2 separate regions of the Cricetulus griseus genome follow, and region 2 is linked to region 1. The links are chromatin contacts, called in public Hi-C maps. All regions are on one chromosome and are shown on one strand. The core of a region is the stretch at or near the end of the contact, and the rest is flanking DNA. Distances in the headings are between cores, read along the strand shown.

Evidence for each region. Hi-C and Micro-C count contacts between places; a contact is called where the count stands out from the background.
Region 2: a Hi-C map of fibroblasts shows a contact between it and region 1, with 1.6 times the contacts expected there. The contact joins the enhancer-like site here to the promoter of LOC100764039 in region 1. A contact is called at or near these places in 3 of 8 Hi-C or Micro-C datasets (the CHL-YN cell line, the CHO-K1 cell line and fibroblasts).

The regions. Positions count from the first base shown.
Region 1 is chr5:53,554,525-53,558,464 of CriGri-PICRH-1.0, forward strand. LOC100764039 (heat shock 70 kDa protein 4-like) reads right to left here and starts at 2,073. Exons shown (of 1, transcript XM_035445569.1): 1 at 166-2,073. The coding sequence starts at 1,392. The coding sequence ends at 949. It overlaps LOC113835964 (a small nuclear RNA gene), which reads right to left and starts at 3,899; the gene lies at 3,774-3,899.
Region 2 is chr5:53,590,319-53,594,258 of CriGri-PICRH-1.0, forward strand. The region is part of intron 1 of Nav1 (neuron navigator 1); the gene reads left to right. Among named protein-coding and RNA genes, the nearest start is that of Nav1, 20 kb to the left of the region's middle. Within about 2 kb of position 2,018, at least 2 of the 6 cell types and tissues checked have open chromatin away from gene starts, as enhancers often do. A contact at or near this core is called in the CHO-K1 cell line and fibroblasts, where this site is marked.

The DNA of each region.
Region 1 (3,940 bases), core at 823-3,322:
AAGAGGGCATCAGATCCTCTGGAACTGAAGTTATAGGCAATTTTGAGCTGCCATGTGGGTGCTGGGAACCTAGCCCAAGTCCTTTGCAAGAACAGCAAGTGCTCTTAACCCTAAGCCATCTCTCCAACCCCCTAAACGTTGCATTTAAGGACAGATTTTTTTTTTTTTTAATGTGGATTGTTTTTTTGTTTGTTTATTTTTAACTTGGAATCCTCTGCTTTAACCCCCTGAGTACTAGGATTGCAGGTATGTGCCTGGCTGGAGTTTTATTTTAGGTAATACTCAATTATTTGCTGCTACCTGTAATAAATAAACTTTATAACTAAAAACGTGAAAAAGATGGGAAAAGACAGATCATGCTAACACTAATTAAAAGTAAGTCTTTGTGGCAATGCTGGGAATGCTGGGAATGCGGACATATGCCCGTATGCCTCCCCCCCCCACTCTCTCTTTTAAAAAAATTGATTTATTTTATTTATTTATTTTATAATAGTCTGTTTTAATATAAACAAGTGTTGGAGTCTATCAATGTCCATCTCAGGAAGCTTCTTGTCTACATCAGAAGGCACAGCTTTGTCTTCACCCTGCTCCGCAGCCTGGGTACCTGGACAATCTCCTTTGTCTTGACAACTGGATCCACCGTCAGGCTCTGATTGTACTGCAGGTTCAGCTTGCTATTCATCCATTCCATCGCTTCATTGGTGCTCTTCTCTACCTTCGCCATGTCAGCAACATCCAAGTGCTCACACTGGTCCTCCTTGTTTTTTGAAAGAGCTGATCACTTTGTTGAATTTGTTTCCCTAGTTCTTCAAATAACTTTGGTCTTTCATCAGATTCCTGGAACCGTGTCCAGGCTGACCTAAATTTTTTAATTCGGCCAATTTGTCTACATAAACTTGCTTTGGTTGGTCTTCTCCATCATCATATTTTCAGTATATCTGCCAATTTTCAGTATCTTCTGATTTTAAGGTAAAAAAATCCATTAAGATCATCTTCACTCACAGATTTCTCATATTCACCGCTAAGTCTGTCTCTCATCTCGTGCACAGATTCTCCCATGGCGTTCTTGGCACCATTCCGTTCCTTCTCCAGTTTATCCTGCACGATCAGCTTACCCTTATTCCCTGGATACAGACCAAACATCTCTCGGTCCAGCTGCCACAGCAGCTGGTTCTCAAGGGGCAGGTCCACGGTGCTGGTCTTCACTTCCGCCTTCTTGGCTTGAGGTGGTTGTTCCGTCTTTTTATCTTTTGATCGAGCTTGAGAGGTCTCCATTTCCTCAGACTCCACCTGGTTGTCTGTTGGGGTCTGTGGCTGCTGCTCTTCAGCACGTGGTTCCTCCTGGCCCACTTGCTTCTTCTCTTCTTCCTTTGCAATCTGATCAGTCTCCATTTTTCTCAGACTTGTACACTTCTACTAAGGATGCCCTGGACACACTGAAAATACCATGGACATTTACCCGAACCTTGACTTTCACTTTGGAGCTGGAGTCATCAGACTGTGGAGTGACTTTCTGAACTGAAAACTGAGCTATAGCGGGGTCTGATTTATTTATTATGTACACAGTGTTCTGCCTGCATGTATCCTACACACCAGAAGAGGGCACCAGATTTCACTATAGAGGGTTGTGAGCCACGTGAGTGCTGGCAATTGAACTCAGGACCGCTGGAAGAGCAGCCAATGCTCTTAACCACTGAGCTATTTCTCCAGCCCCCATAAGCCCATCTCTTAGGAGGCCGGGGCAAGAGATTTATGACTCTGAGACCAGCCTGGGCTACATTGAGACCCTGCTTCAAAGGGAGAAAGCAACCAAGCAAGAAAGAAAAATATCATTTTTATTTCCCATTTGGCTTTCTGTGTGTAATGTAATTTTATTGTTTTTTGATGGTTCTTTGTAAGACTTCTCTGTCCTTGGTTCTAACAATTGTACTATGGTATGCTGTATAATTTTCTTTGTATTTATACTGCTAGAGGTTGAATGAACTTTTGGTGATAATAAAATAGTTATTTTTTAATGAAATGTTTATACTGCTTATATCTAATGTAATTGCTTGTAGCCTTTTGCCCATCTTCCCCCCTTACACACACACACACACACACACACACACACACACACACACTTTTTTTTTCTTCTTTATTCTTTTCTTTTAAACAGGGTCTTGCTATGTAGCCCAGTCTGACTTCAAACTTATGGCAGTCCTCCTGTTTATGACTCCTGAGTGTAGGGATTATAGCCTGTGCTGCCATGTCTCACTTGTGATCTATTCCTTGTGAGCTAGAGCGGAAGTCAGACACTCATTGCCTGGCAAACAAAGGACATGTATTGTGTTCACATGAGAGAGCACTACTCTGCAGTACCACTTTGGTCCGAACAAACCTTAAAAGACATTATTCAAACTGAAAGAGACAGATGCAAAAGACCTCATATTATATGATTTCATTTATGTGAAATGTCTAGTAAAGCAAAATTGTGAGACAGAAAGCAAATTAGTGGTTGTCTGTGGCTATGGGTGGGAACTGGAATTGGTTGCAAGTGGGTGGGAGGAATTGCTTTGTGGTGTTGGAAATGTTCTAAAACTGGACTGTGGCAATAGTTACACAACTCTTTAAATTGATTTCTAAAAAATCATTAAATTATACACTTAAACAAGTGAATTATATATATTATACCTCAATAAAAACCATTATGGCTGTAAGAGACAGAGCCACTAATTTGGAAAAAAATGAGCAGAAAGTATTTACTTGAAAAAAGATAACTAGTCGCAACATTTAATTCTTCAAATCAAAAAGAAAGGGGCAACAGTAGAATCGGGGAAAGATTAAGAGATGAGAAACAGAAGTCGATCCTATTGAAGAATAAACATTATTATTATTATTATTATTATTATTATTATTATTATTGGTTTTTTGAGACAGAGTTTCTCTGTATAGCTTTGGAGCCTATCCTGGCACTCACTCTGGAGACCAGGCTGGCCTCGAACTCACAGAGATCCGCCTGCCTCTGCCTCCCGAGTGCTGGGATTAAAGGCGTGTGCCACCAACTCCCCACTGAAGAATAAACTTATGAGCAATTATCCACTTTGCTAATATAGTGAAATCTGATGCTATGTGGTCCCTTAACAACATGGATATAAAAAAGGGGAATGGTGACAATGACAAGTGTTGGCAAAGATGTGGCCAAGTGAAAGTGTCCAGACTTTATGACTGTAATTCACTCCTGGATTGACTAATAAAGAATACAAATGTATACCACAAGAAGCATGTAAGAATTTCCAAGGCTGGGGATATAGCTCAATGATAGAGTGCTTGTTTAGCATGTGTAAGGTCCCAAGGTTCAAACTCAGGATCAATCTCAAGGAAGGAAAGATAAAATTTTCATAGCAACCATTTAAAATAACAAAAAAAACCCCTGTATACAATAAGATTGATGAATTGTAGAACAATGGGATATCAAAAACAGTAGAAATTAATAAACTGAATTTAACTGCATCAACATGGATGAACCTTACAGTATAATGCTGAGCCAGGAAGAAAAGCTGTAGAATTTACCAGTTAAGATGTGCAGCATACAGTGGGGTAAAATTATGAACGAGGATGGCAATGATTAACAGCAAATTCAAAATGCCGTTTACTCTGTGGACTGAGAAAGAAAGGCAATGGAAAGGGAGCATAAACCGTATCTGCAATGTTTTAGTTCCTAAATTTCACAGCAAAGTTTTTTTAAAGATTTTATTTATTTATTTATTTATTTATTATGTATACAACATTCTGCTTAAAAACAGTGATTAGATGCCAGGAAGTAGGTGGCAATGCCTTAACCATATGCATGTTGTTAGGCCCAAATCCCTCTTCTAGCCTTGTCAAGGGGAGTACTAACCTTCTCTCCTTTCATACAACACCACAGCAAAATTTTAGTGGTTCAATTTACAATGTGTCAACT
Region 2 (3,940 bases), core at 768-3,267, 36 kb after region 1:
TTTGGGCTAGGAAAAGCAGCCAGGCTTAGTCTCTCAGCTCTACACTAGAAGAAATCCTGGGGATGGGAGTCTTGGGTGGGGAGCCCTGCGTTATGCAGAAAAACTAGGCAGGGTGGCTGAGTCTAAGACTTTAATGGCCTGGAGAGCAGAGCTGATCTGTTCTACCAGTGGTGTTTAGGACTCTGATTCTTGGCTTGGGTCCTATCTGCTACAAACTACCCTTGTCCCCACAAAATAAACTAATCTTCTTGCTTTCTTCTCCTGTGACTTCAGGATACTGAGTCCATTAGGCATGTTGGGTGACTTTGTACAGGATAAGGATAAGATGGTGTTGGTTGGCAGAAGCAAAAAGTCAGTGTTTACCAGCCTGGCTGTTTCTGGAATCTTTTTTTCTTGTGGTTATTGGGACCCGAAGTCACAGCCAGCTTTTTCTTCATCAATACAACCTTCCTGTGTGGCCATACTAACTTGTCCATTGTAGATGGACAAAACCCGTCCCAAATCATTATTGACTTAGCCTTGGACTTCCTTGGCTAATGACTAACAGGACTCCTGCATCTGGGGCAATTTGGAGGAAGTACAGGAGGAACAGGGATAAACACAGGACCCTGGTTCACTGCCAGAGTCCTTGGCCATAGCATGGCTGGAGAGGCAACCATTTAGTGAAATCCCATCTCCTATTGCTTCAAGTCCCAAGCTGCTGTTCCCTTAGAAACTGCTGTCTCTATAAACCCGTATCTGTGACCATGTGTCTGTATTTCTCTTTCCCTCTCTGCAGACCTCTTGGGAATGGAGGAACTGCAAACACTTTGGGGTCTGTGGATCTATGCCATAAGCTGGGTCTCCCCGGCTCTGCTACAGTGATGGACAGGCCAAGCTGCTTTCTAGGCCAGGTGCTACAGAGCAGGCAGTGGGCTCAAGGGGCTCTGCAGCACCCCCTTGTACCCCACCCCACCCCTACAGGCTCCCCTATTGTGTGCCTCCAACCATTGCTTTTTCTAGAGACCCTAAGCCACAGCTTTACCGAGACATTGGGCTGGGGCCTTTTCATTATCCTGAGCCTTCTCTCCCAGGGACCCCCCAACAGCCCTGCCCAGACCACAGCTTGCCCTTACACTGTGAGGGCTCCTCTAGCAGAAAGATGAGAGCTCTTCTAGGATCCTTCTCTTGTCTTTACGTGGACAGACCATCTGGTTGCTGTGGAATATGGTCAGGGCACTGTCCTAGATGTAGCGATATTTAATATTAGAGGATATGGATGGGAAGATGAACTGGCTCCTAGTCTAGATGATAACACAGGAAGAGATAAATGTGCAGTCACAGGGCCACCCAGAGGCAGGGTGTGGTCCCACCTGACTTTCCATCAAGGGTCTGCTCTTACTAGCTGTGACTGAATGAGAGGACTTCGAGCGCTATGAAGACTGAACATATATGAGACTGGCATATAGTAGGCATTATAGAAAAATAGACTTATTTCTCTTCCACCTTTGTTCCCAAGCTTTTCTTCTGATTCCTTTATCTCTAGACTTTGGAAGTTCTCCGGGGATAGAGATGGTCCTACTGCAGCCCTGACTCTTCCACAGTTGCTGACTTGAGGTCTAGGGGTGTGGTCCCCACTTGTCTCAGAGTGGCAGTGTCTTGGTCACCAGATTGGGAGATCTCTGCAGGTAGGGGCTGTATTTCCTCCAGCAGCTTCCTATGCCTTAGTCAATAAGCACAGTTCTGTGGAAAACCACACACTGAGTGTGACCAGTGACATGTAAGAATGACTGAGTGGCCCCTGCTTATGGAGGTACCTAGTAGCTCCCAGGGTGTTTCCCTAAGGTTAAGTGTACCCCAGAACTTGGGTCCTTGTGGACAGAGGGTGTTTCTGAAGTGCAGACATCTGGAGGGCAGATGTAGAGTTGGCTGGGAGGAATGAAGTCCTGGAAAAGTTGGGATTCCAGGCCCCATGACTCACTCCCCCATCACAGCCACTCCTCGGCAGCTGGGCTGCCTAAGGCTTGAGGCCTGGACTGCATGGAGTTAGCCAGCCAGGTGTGGCTTAGTAGTGGTCCCTGGTCTGGGACACAGCTGCCTCTCAGCTGGATAGGGCTGGAGAACTGAGGGAGTGCTATACATCATACTCTCAGAGTTCTCAGGCTCCTCTGAGTGTAGCTGAGGGTATAATCTTACATAGGTCATTTTGGTAATGTGTGAAAGCAGAAGGTAGCTTTCTCTTTCTGTTTCAGCTGGGATGGGGTTCTCAGCTTGCTCTTAGTGTTTCCTGGCCTGGGGGGGTGATGGAGGTGAGCAGATGCTCTGGGGCGGGGTAGGTTCTGTCTCTAGTGTTTGTCAACAGGCATATAGTCAAAGCAGCAGAAAGGTAGATGGATTCTGAGGTCAGTGCCTTGGTCCAAGTCCCCAATGATGGTGAAAGCAGTTTGAAATCTGTCTTAGCATCAGTCTCCTCTTTTGAAATGAGGTTAACAACAGCTCAGGGTGAGGGCTAGGTCAGCGAGGTCCCGTGGGGGAGCATGCTTAGCAAACAAGTCTTGCCAGGATAGAGGGTTGTGAGATTTAGGGGTGGCCTGGGCCCTGATTAAGCTGTCTTGATCTTGTAGTGTAGCCCTCACAGAGGACAATGGGACAATGGGGTGGGGAGCGACAGTCTACAAGGTGACAGGAAAATCTGAGGGTGCAGGCCTAGAGTGTGAGCCCTAGTGACATTCTCCCTGTGTGCCCTCAGTAGCAGGAAAGGCTTACCCTCAGAACTTGGAGAGCCTCTGGATTCGGGAAGCCAGATTGGATGACATAGTGTCAGTTTATCGGTTGTTATTGGCCCAACATGTTTTTCTGTAGTGTAGCTCAGCCCTGAAAAATTTGCTAAAACTTGACCAGAGGACCTGAGACTCCTAACTCCTACATTAATGGGGTGGTGGTACCCTAAATCTCTGCTCCAAGTATTCTAGGACCCCTCTTCAATGAGGTAAGGAAGAACCGGAGTCTAGAGTTGGATGCAGGAGCTCTTGGGTCGTCAGGTCTCCATCTACAAATGAGGGTAGGTTCCTATTTCAGTGGACCGCTGTAAGGGTGGAACGAGGTGGTGTTGCAAGAGCTGTGGAAGGCAGATGTGACTGTGGTGAGCTGGAGCTGTGATGGCAGAGGCTGTGCTTGCAGACAAGTCTCAAGGGCCCAGCACTCTGTGTGGGACAGTCCGTGCTGTGAGACGGCTGGCTCAAGGTGAGCCCCCATACCTCCTGCACTTCTGCTTGGACCCCTCTCAGTCTTCACCCTCACCCCTCACTATAGAGAGAATGGAGTGTTGTCCTCTGCTCCTATAAAAAAAAAAAAAAAAAAAAAAAAAAAAAAAAAAAAAAACAGGACCACAAACTGAATGGCTTAAACAACACAATGTGTTCTCTTATAGCCCAGGGTATCAGAAGCCCAAAATGTATTGCTGAATAAAATCAGATATAGTTCAATGGCGTAGCACTTGCCTAGCATGTGTAAATACTTGTGTTCCATCCCCAGAACTAAGATAAAAATCAAGATATCTGTAGAGGATGTCCTTCTGGATTCTCCAGTCATTGTCCCTGCTGGTTTCTAAAGGCCAGCTGCATTTTTGGCCGTAGGCTCTTCCTCCTCTTCCAAAATCAGTGAGAACTAGACAAGCCCCAGGCATTTGTCCCTCTGAGTGCAGCAGGGAAAGGCTCTGGTTTTTCAGGACTTGTGTGATAAGATTGGGTCCACCTGGATAGTCTAGAATTCACTCCCCTCTTAAGACCTCGAACATCTGCAAGGCCCCTTTGTCATTTTTGCTGACATCCACAGCTTGAACAATAAAGAATGAACATCTTTGGGATTTGTCATTCTGTCAAACAGAGAAATTGACGGTTCACATCCTGGTGTGTTTTTGTCAGGAATAGATACTTGTCAGAAAGGGTAACACATGTGAAGG